Regions from separate parts of the Mus musculus genome. Here region 2 is linked to region 1. A link is a contact called in public HiChIP or PLAC-seq data. All regions are on one chromosome and are shown on one strand. The core of a region is the stretch at or near the end of the contact, and the rest is flanking DNA. Distances in the headings are between cores, read along the strand shown. Region 1 has its middle 69 kb from the start of Ano4. Region 2 overlaps Gas2l3 (growth arrest-specific 2 like 3).

Region 1 (4,674 bases), core at 454-2,953:
TTCTTTCTTATATAGTATTCTGCATTATAGATATGCCTGTTCTTTTAAAACAATAGAAAAAGAAGGATAGTTGATACCAAGTGGGTGTTTTGTGCTGCTAGACGTGGCTGTAGAAAGACTTTATTATTAACTGGTTTAATGTTCACATAATAAGTTTAGTGCCTTTATTATTTCCATTCCCCTATACAAAGAAACAAAGACCAATAGACAAATAACAGGCTCAAGACATGCCCAGGTGTCTTATATATATTGTTATATACAATATATAAATCCTGAGATCATACTCCAATATAATACTATATATATCTCCAGGATCTACAGACTTCATTGATTTCATTCAGTTTCAAGATTCCCCTCTGGCTACACGATATTCTCATTTCACCAAAATTGGTCCCTCAAGGACTAAATCAATATTAAGGCTGTCCTGAAATGTCTGGTTTAAGAGCCACACATAAGCTTTTGATTGATGTTTTCTGTTTGAGGCCCACAAGTGTGTGCACCTTTCTCCACATGGTTTCCTTGTGTCACAGATTGCCACACCTCCTGTGCCTTTGCAGCCCTGACTTAGCACTGAGAGCAGAGGGGTTTTGCCGCTTCGGTTTACCCACAACCCCTTCCTAGACAACTGCTTCCGATTCAAGCGTCCTACTTTACTACTGACTCCTAGTCTTCGATAAGCATTTCTCTTTTGTGCCTGTTCTTCCTGCTCATCCACGGCCGCCTATCACTAACAGATGCTTTCTCTCTGTTGTGTGCATTTCCCATGCCTTTAACCCTGCCCCCTAAAGATCTCCTTTCCAGCATCTTCTAAAGGCAGACTGTTAATGAAAGCTTTAGAGAGAATCGAGAATGGCGACTTTGGAGCAGGTAGACTCATTGGCTATGCTTTAGATCTGAATTGGTCGATCCAACACATTCCACATAGACTGACTTATGTGCCAGGGGTACATTTCCTGTGGCTGATCTTATGCTGTATCTTAACTCCCTATCCTTGAGATTAGCCTTATGACCACCATGTTCAGGTGGAGACCAATACTGAAAGGAATTAAGCAAGTTAAAGAACTTACATTAAACAAAGCTGGCCTATTTCTTGTCTGTGACCACAACCTCTTTATAACTAGGAAGAAGTAAAAGCAGCCGTGTGTGTGTGTGTGTGTGTGTGTGTGTGTGTGTGTGTGTGTATGTACCTCCTTTAACTTTTTTTCCCCTTTTGTCTTGCTTTAAATCAGTGAACATTGTTATGTTTGGGTCTGCCCTTGACAATCTCAGGGATTGCTGGTGTGCAAAAGTACCCACAACCTTGAGTGCTTGGTGCCTGTGACCCATCGGATGAGTCTGAGAGGCACCTTTGTCACAGACGCAGAGCTGCCTTTGTTGTTATTATAGTTTCAGTCATAAGCTTACATCGTAGTCATGGTAACCACGAGTTGGTATTAACCTTCTTCTTGTCTTGCTTTCTTAACAGACAAAGATGTGAGCAGTGGGAGTTATAACCTGTCCTCTGCGACCACGGGCAGCTACTACAGCTGTGTCAGCCAGATCACCATAGGTGAGCAATTGCAGCGACTGTCGTGTAACACGCTTAACCTGAGTGGGAAGGCGGCTTAGGAAGGAACAAGGAGAAAAATACCTATGAAAGAATTGGTTTTCAGAACCACAGCAGTTGCTGCTGGTGGGTTCTCGTCCTGGGGCGCCCTCTTGTGGATTTTTGCTGCTATTGGAAGGAGTCGTGTAACTAGCCTATAGCGAATGGGTCTTTTCCTGCTTCAGTGCTCGCCTTAGCTCTTTCATTGGTGTGTTATCTGAACTGTGATGCACTTAATATCACAATCAAGTTCTTCTGTAATATCTGTGGAGAATTATTAAATATTCTTTCAGGAAGAAACCTCCTGGTAACTGCAAATAGAAAACGAATGTTATGTAAAGTACAGAAAATTTTGTCCACCAAATTTTGTCCACTTGGAGGGAAGGAGTACCTTTCCTGTCTGAAGAGTGTGTGAAGCAGATGTTAGTGTGCTGCTAAAATCCAAAGTCAGACTTTCCTTATTGGGATCTGAATGAACCAAGGAGAACCAGACAGACATAACATTTCCCACCCTCTCGGATGCCCTTCTGCACGTATTACGCCTTGGTCGTCCTTCAAGGCATTCTGCTGTCTAAAGAATCCCATGTGTACTAGCCACCCTGTCCCTCCCTTCTCTGAAACAACATTGCCACTCCCTACAGTATGTGACATTGGAAATGTCCTCATATTGGGGCATGCAGTCCTCTCACACACCCCACCCCAGCCCTGTCTCATGCAGGAAGCCCGTGAACTGCAACAAAAGGGCAGAGCACACCTGCACTCTCTCCTACTTTCTTCCCTACCCAAGCTTAAATGTATTTACTGTGTCCAGATAGGGAAGAGTAACATAACCTTCTTTGTTTTTCTGCCTGTTGAGTCTATTCTCTCCCACTTCTTTCAAAACTTTCCTGAGTCCAGAATCGTAGGCAGTGACTTACAAACAATTTGGTGGTGACCACAGCTAATATTTATTTTGTATTCATGCGCTGCTGTTGGCTCTCTATTTAATCCATTTTACTAGACAGGAACTCTGTGAGATGGCACCAGTATTTCTTCATCATACAGATTAGGGGACTTGACTTCTTTTTGTTATTGATATGATCAGGGTTCCAGTATAGGTCTCTTAGACTACAACCCATGCCTTGGGACTCCAGAATGTGGCTTCTTTAACTGCCATAGCAGGGAGCTCTGTCAAATAATGACGGGCCTGTAAAATGCATTTGAATTCTTTTGATTATAAAGTCGCAAAAGTATATTTGAGCAGAAAACTACACATGGGCACCTTCTATTTGAAATACCCATTAAAAACCACATTGGATTTAAAATGCCACCAAGCAAAATGGACCCCAATTCCCTGATTAGTTTACTAAAAAATGTCCTGTGACTGCCGGGATTGCTGCTTGCAAGACAATGTGCTATTAGTTTCAGTGGGACGATCTTTGACCCTGACATCGTACTTCTGGGTATTTTATAAAGTGTCTGCACTGCCATCACCTCTGTCTAATTTACTCTGAAGTCCGTTGCTGCTCACTGGTACGAGGTCTCTGGATCTTTACATGGTGTGAGTACGCTCTGACATATCCACTTTTTTCAACTCTCATGAAGTCTGTGGGTTGGTATCACTCTGTTCGAACACCAAAGCAGACTCAAGCATTAAAACTAAATGGGAGAACTTGGTTCAGAGTATTATTTTTTAAGTGATTAATTTTAAAATGAAGAGTAATGACATTTAAAAATAATCCTCTGGAGTTCACCCATCAGAGCCCGTTTGAAAATATCAAACACTTAAGATCTTTTTGGAAATATTTGTCAAGCAGGGGGAGGCCATAGAGGGAGGGCCTGCAGTAAGGCATTGAGAAGCTTGAATGACCAGCATGGATGAGAGACTATTCTGAGACGATTCTGTGTTTCCTGTGGGAGATTCTAGTGTGTTATGCAAGTCAGTGGCTCTGAGTAGAGTCACTGACATGAGACAGTAACAAAGCCAAAAAAGTGGGGTCAGGAGGCACATTGGAGGGTGAAGGACGGGTTAGTGGGCTAGAATGGTCATTGACTGCATCTGAGGGTAGACAAGAGTGCTCTGAGGCTTTGAGTCAGGTTGCCAATGAGTCTAGCCACTGTCAGAAATATGTAAGTTAGGAAAAGGGTACAGCCAATATAGTTTGGACATGCTGGGGTGTGGCCCATAAAGCTTGGCTATGAGGTAATGCATGGGACTCCTTAAAATCTCTTGAAGGAAATTGGAATTGTGGGTAGAATGGTCAGAGGCTACAGTCAGAGGCACTGCCTGCATGGAGAGGTTGGGTATGTCTTTGGGATTGCCTGAGATCCTGAGAGTGAGAGCCACTACATTCTGTGTTTAGAGAGCCAAGAAGTCTTTGAGGGGAACCCAGTTAGGAGAGAAAGACAGACAAAGGGAAGGGAGTTAGACAAACATGATTCTCGAAAATCAGAGCAACTCAAGCTCAAAGTCGACCCTGAGGGCCCCTATATAAGACTCACATTGCAGAGTTTGGTGTAAGGAGCTGTGGGGCAGCATGGGCTGAATGACAAAATCCCCAGTGAAACTGGAGGGAGGCCGAGTAGTAGTGATATAGTAGGAGACCCAATGGGGGAAGGTGTTCCCTAAGTGCCATTCTGAGGACTCTTTCTGTATTTACTCACTTCATGCTAACCAAGGTCCTGAGGTAAATATGATTACAGCCTTTACTTTATAGGTGGGGAAACCAAGACCCTGGGAGGTTAAGCAATTGACTCTGGACTCATTGGTAGTAAGAACTAGGGTTTGAGAACAGGCAGCCTTGATTCTGTTGGATGGCTTTCCTGTTACCTGGCAACTTGCACACAGAGACAAATGCTCTTTCTCTATCCAGAAGCTGTACCTACCATGTCAGGATATGTGAGTTAAACTGGATCTTCCAAAGGCGTCTCGAGTCTTCAGTACCTGAGAATCAAGTTAAGATGACACCATACTTGCTTAATCCACCAGTATGCCTGTAATGAGAAGGGGTAGAGAAACACACAGGGACAATGCCATGTGGCAGTGGGATAAGATGTCTATCAGCTGAGGAATAGCAATGAATTCTAGGAACATAGGAACCCAAGAAAAA
Region 2 (4,781 bases), core at 501-3,000, 81 kb before region 1:
ATTTCTGTCTAATTTAAAAATCTGTTACTTCCTTAAAAGGAGCTAATAAAGGTTTTGATGTATTCTTACATCCAAGTTTCATGCCATCTCTGTGTCAGTTTGGATTTGTATATATTCTGTTGTTTTTTAATTGTTGTTGTTGTTTCATGTCAGCAGTATTTGTATCCAACTTAACTTATATTTTCTCAAGTATTAAAATGTCAGCATAAACCCACTCTGTTTGCTTTTTTAATGTATTTTAACTGTGTTTTGATTATTTGACCCATGTTGGAAATTGCATATATGAAACTGATAAATTAAGAGTTTTAAATATTATGTTATTTTAAACATTTTTTTATTGTATTGTTTCTCGATATTGTTTCAGAAAGACCAGACTCGTGGCTAATTATCTTTGAGATAATGGAAATGATCAGTTATTAAAGTCAAATTTTATAGGACACACCAACACTGTGCTTACAGAAAGTCACTGATAATAGAATTTCAAACTTCCTTTTCCCATAGTCCTGTTTCAGGGTCACACTTTGATACACCGTAAATGTATTTGAAATCCTTTTTTTAATGTTCTTTTATGACCAGAGCAATTATTAAAATGGAGTTAACCTACTATGTATTTCCTGGGCTGTTTCTAAGAATAAAATCCCAAATGAAGTTTTATGTTTGCCTAACTTTATAAGTGTAAAAAATTTAAGTGTAAGTGTATTTTATGACATTCTGGAAAAGATGAGGCACACTTAAAACCTTTTTTGGGTAAATATGAAAACACAGACAAATCTTAAGTGGTTTTACAATATCTATACTGTTAATGTAGAAAACCCACAATCTTGAAGGAATAATGCAAAGATAATGTTTTCTCTTTCTACATTAGGTGGGAACAATTTAAGCACTGGTTGGAGATATAGCCTCAGTACACACCAATTAAAATTAACCTCTGTGGCCTACCTTTTATGACTCCTACCAATTTTCTTATGTCACTTTAAATTACTTCACATATTACGAAGGTGTGAACAAAGAGAAGAAACTGAAGTTGTGTATAACTGTTTGCCTCTGACAAACAGCAGTGTCTGTGCCAGGCTGCTATGGAAGAGAGAATAAGAGGGATGTTGCATTCAAGATCACTGGGTGTCTGTCACAAAACACTTAAGTAACACCTGGGCAGTGGTGGCACATGCCTTTAATCCCAGCCCTTGGGAAGCAGGTGGATTTCTGAGTTCGAGGCCAGCCTGATCTACAGAGTGAGTTCCAGGACAGCCAGGGCTACACAGAGAAACCCTGTCTCGAAAAACCAAAACAACAAAAAACAAGGATTCCATAAGAATAGGTGTTATCTTTACCAGACTGTTAGAACCATCCGGAAGGCAAGAATTATAGCTGTTGTTTACCTCTGTGTTCTCAAGAACGAAGTTTGGCACACAGTAGGCATTTAGTACTTTTTATTTATGGGGAATTTTATACAGTGTGTCCTGATCATGTTCACCCCAGGTCTATCCTAGAATTTCTTCCAGAACAACACCTCCACACTCTGTTTATGCCTTTTCCTTCTCTGGAAGATACTGTCTTGCAGTACATGTCCTGGCCCTCTGGCTTTTACAGTCTTTCTGCCTCTTCTTTGATGTTCCCTGAGCCTTCAATGTAGAGGTTGTGTTGTCAATGCATTCAGCAGGGGCAAGCATTCAATGCTCAGTTGAGCTCTGCACTTTGACCATTTGTGGCTTCCTGTAACGGTCCCCATCTGCTGTAAATAGAGGCTTCTTTGGTGAGGGATGAGAGAGCTACACTAATCTCTCAGGGTGAGAATAAGCATCAGAATACAGTTAGAGGTTATACTGGCATGGGAAACTGCTGGAGTAAGCTCTCCTCTCAGTTCCAGATCACTTCCACCAGATCCTGTGCCCTAAGTGTGATGTCTTCAAGATGTTACCTTCTTTCTCTGGCAAGTACCAGGGACAAAGGCAATGGCCTGTACTGTTTTAGGAGGTCTCTTGGACTCTCTTGACTAACAATTCAAGGGGGGGGGCGGTTCATGCCTGTCATTTGGGATTTTTATTAGTCTATTGTTTTAGGGGGAGGGAAGCATTGCCCCCCTAGTGTGTGTAATTTCAGTTCATCTCTCTTCCCCTCTCTCCCTTCCTTCTACCCTTCCTTCTTCCCTCTCTTTATGTGTACATAATTTTAGATAGTCATACTTCCCTATATCTTTTTCAAACATCCTTAGTGTTATGTAACCCTCCATGTGGCCATTCCTCCTCCTCCTCCCCTCCCCCCTCTCCCTTACCCTCTTCCTCCTCCCCCCTCCCCTCCCCTTCCTCCTCCTCCTCCTCCTCCTCCTCCTCCCCTCCCCCTCTCCCTTCCCCTCCTCCTCCTACTCCCTCCTCCCCTCCGCTTCCTCCTCTTCCTCCTCCTCCTCTGGTAAGTCTCCCCCACTGTGTCTTCATAACAAATGTATCCAACTGTTCCCTATATGAACGAGCTTCATCCTTAAAAAATTACATCATTATGTATTTGCATGTATATATGTCACACACACACAGTTGGGTGGCTAAGCCACAGTGCATGTGTGCAGGTCAGAGTCTGTTCTCTAGCTTTATGTAAGTTCCGGGGTTCAATCGCCAATGGCCAGGCTTGTGCAGCAAGTGTTTGCATCCTCTAAGCCTTCCCATCAACCTAGAACGCACTGTCAGTACATGAGAAAACTAAGAGAGTTACTTAGTATATGTAAAATACCTACCACAGCTGACTAGTTGAAGTTTAGTTAAGGGACAGTTTTTTTAATTACACTTATTTTCTGTGTGTGAAGACCAGAGGACAATTTGCAGGAGTTCTCTCTACCATATAGGCTACAGGGAAAGAACTCTTCATCAGCCTGGGTGGCAGGTGCTTTTACCTAGTGAGTCATGTCACTGAAATGTCATTTTTTGGTAAAGCTATTAATAGTCTCCCATTAATTGTTGAATTGCTCTTTATGTTATGTGAGCTAGAAAATGGTATTATGTGTGATTTTTTTTTGAAGATCTGCTTTTTATTATTTTTGGCTTTTGTACTTTCTTAGAAAAATCTCAATATAATTGCTTTTGTTGATGGTGGTTGATTTTCTTTTTTTTCTTTTTTTTTTTTTTGGTTTTTGGTTTTTGGTTTTTGGTTTTTGGTTTTTGGTTTTTGGTTTTTCGAGACAGGGTTTCTCTGTATAGCCCTGGCTGTCCTGGAACGCACTTTGTAGACCAGGCTGGCCTCGAACTCAGAAATCCGCCTGCCTCTACCTCCCGAGTGCTGGGATTAAAGGAGGGCGCTGCCATGCCTGGCTTTGTTGTTGTTGTTGTTGTTGTTGTTGTTGTTGTTGTTGTTTTGAGACAGAGTTGTTCTGTGTAGCCCTGGCTATCCTGGAACTAGCTTTGTAGATCAGGCTGGCCTCGAGTCTCACAGAGATCTGCCCCTCTCTATCTCCCAAGATTAAAGGCATGCACCACCACCACCTGGCTAATCATTGCTTTTTAAATGAATAACCCTTTTGTAAGTATTGTAAATAGTAAAATTTAGATATTAGCTTATTCTTAAATTTTAATTTAACTATAAAGTGCTTTACTATATTTATTAAAACAATAAACTATTGAATGAAGTCCCCAAGACAACAGAATAAAATTGGTCTGTAATTATCACAGTTGAATGAATAAGAAAAAGAAATAAGTTAAATGTACTACAGAATACTTATATCAATTAAATTTCCAGATGGGATAGTGGAAGTGGTTGTTAGTGATATAGGTATCTTCTAGAATCACTTTTACTACAAAATCAAACAACCAGTGATGGTCTTGAGTGAGCAGGTTCCACATTACCTGCAGAAGGGATAGGTTGCATCCTTGAAGATGTGAGAGCTGTGGTCCAGAGCATGAGGCATGGATGCCACACGTGTTGTGAACAAACTGACATGTATTGGAAGAAGAGTAGGAAATGACACCAGCTTCCCCAGCTCTGAGGTAAAATCTAAACTGCAGTGTGTAATGATTTCCGTTCACCTTGAGCAGCAGGCAGTAAGAACAATTTCTGAAGTTCAGGAAGGCCCGGGAGTTTTCCTCTTTCCTGTCTTTCTTCTTCTTCTTTTATTTATTTATTTTTTTTAAGTCAGCCCTGCTGAGAATGCCACCCTTTGAAATCCTGGAATCTCTGAGGCTTAAGGGCAGGTTAAGAAGGGAGAGCATGGTTCTGAGTGTTGAAGCTCTCCCAGCAGGAGGTGAGGGCCAAGAGTGTTGAAGCTAGCCCAGCAGGAGGCAAGGGCCTCCAGCTAGCTGTCCCTGACTTCACATCTTTCCTCCACCTTACCTGACCCAGTTGGGTCAGCACTACGCTTCATCTGTCAGTCTGAATATCACTCAAACGCTTCCAGATCTCGCAGGCTTGGGTAGCTACTTACAGTGTTCTCTAACTTTAGATTTGACTGTGTTGAATGTAGCAGTGGAATTTTCCATCATCCAACCCCAACCCCCAGAAAAAAGCAAAGCTGGCCTGGGACCAGCCTCTCATCCATCGCCATGTTCCCCAAATTTAAAAACAGCACCCAAATGTTTGTGGAAGGGAGGGAAGGAAATACCCCTGATGGAACCAAACTGTATCTGTAAAATGAACTGTAGACTTTATTTTGTGGACCCGCAACAATACAAGAATTTTCTAGAGAAAATGCTAAAGTGGGTTTGGGAAAATACATATAACCTTACTTTTTTAGAGAAGAAGAAAGGTAATAAGAGGCTGTGAAGTGAAGAATTTCTTCAGTTGTGTGGTCATTTAGTAGAGGC

What was found. HiChIP or PLAC-seq counts read pairs in DNA pulled down with a chosen protein or histone mark.
Region 2: an H3K27ac HiChIP or PLAC-seq map of the HPC-7 cell line shows a contact between it and region 1, with 6 times the contacts expected there. The contact joins two enhancer-like sites. A contact is called at or near these places in 1 of 15 datasets of contacts at CTCF or cohesin (pro-B cells), 13 of 484 Hi-C or Micro-C datasets (the C10 cell line, Sertoli cells, cerebral cortex and 6 more), 4 of 115 datasets of contacts at active chromatin or transcription factors (the HPC-7 cell line and embryonic stem cells) and 1 of 9 other capture datasets (embryonic stem cells).

The regions. Positions count from the first base shown.
Region 1 is chr10:89,324,125-89,328,798 of GRCm38.p6, reverse strand. It overlaps a transcript of Ano4 not described here. Among named protein-coding and RNA genes, the nearest start is that of Ano4, 69 kb to the right of the region's middle. Within about 2 kb of position 1,703, at least 10 of the 459 cell types and tissues checked have an H3K27ac peak or open chromatin away from gene starts, as enhancers often do. A contact at or near this core is called in the HPC-7 cell line, where this site is marked.
Region 2 is chr10:89,404,695-89,409,475 of GRCm38.p6, reverse strand. Gas2l3 (growth arrest-specific 2 like 3) reads left to right here. Exons shown (of 11, transcript NM_001033331.2): 11 at 1-653. Among named protein-coding and RNA genes, the nearest start is that of Gas2l3, 37 kb to the left of the region's middle. Within about 2 kb of position 1,750, at least 30 of the 459 cell types and tissues checked have an H3K27ac peak or open chromatin away from gene starts, as enhancers often do. A contact at or near this core is called in the HPC-7 cell line, where this site is marked.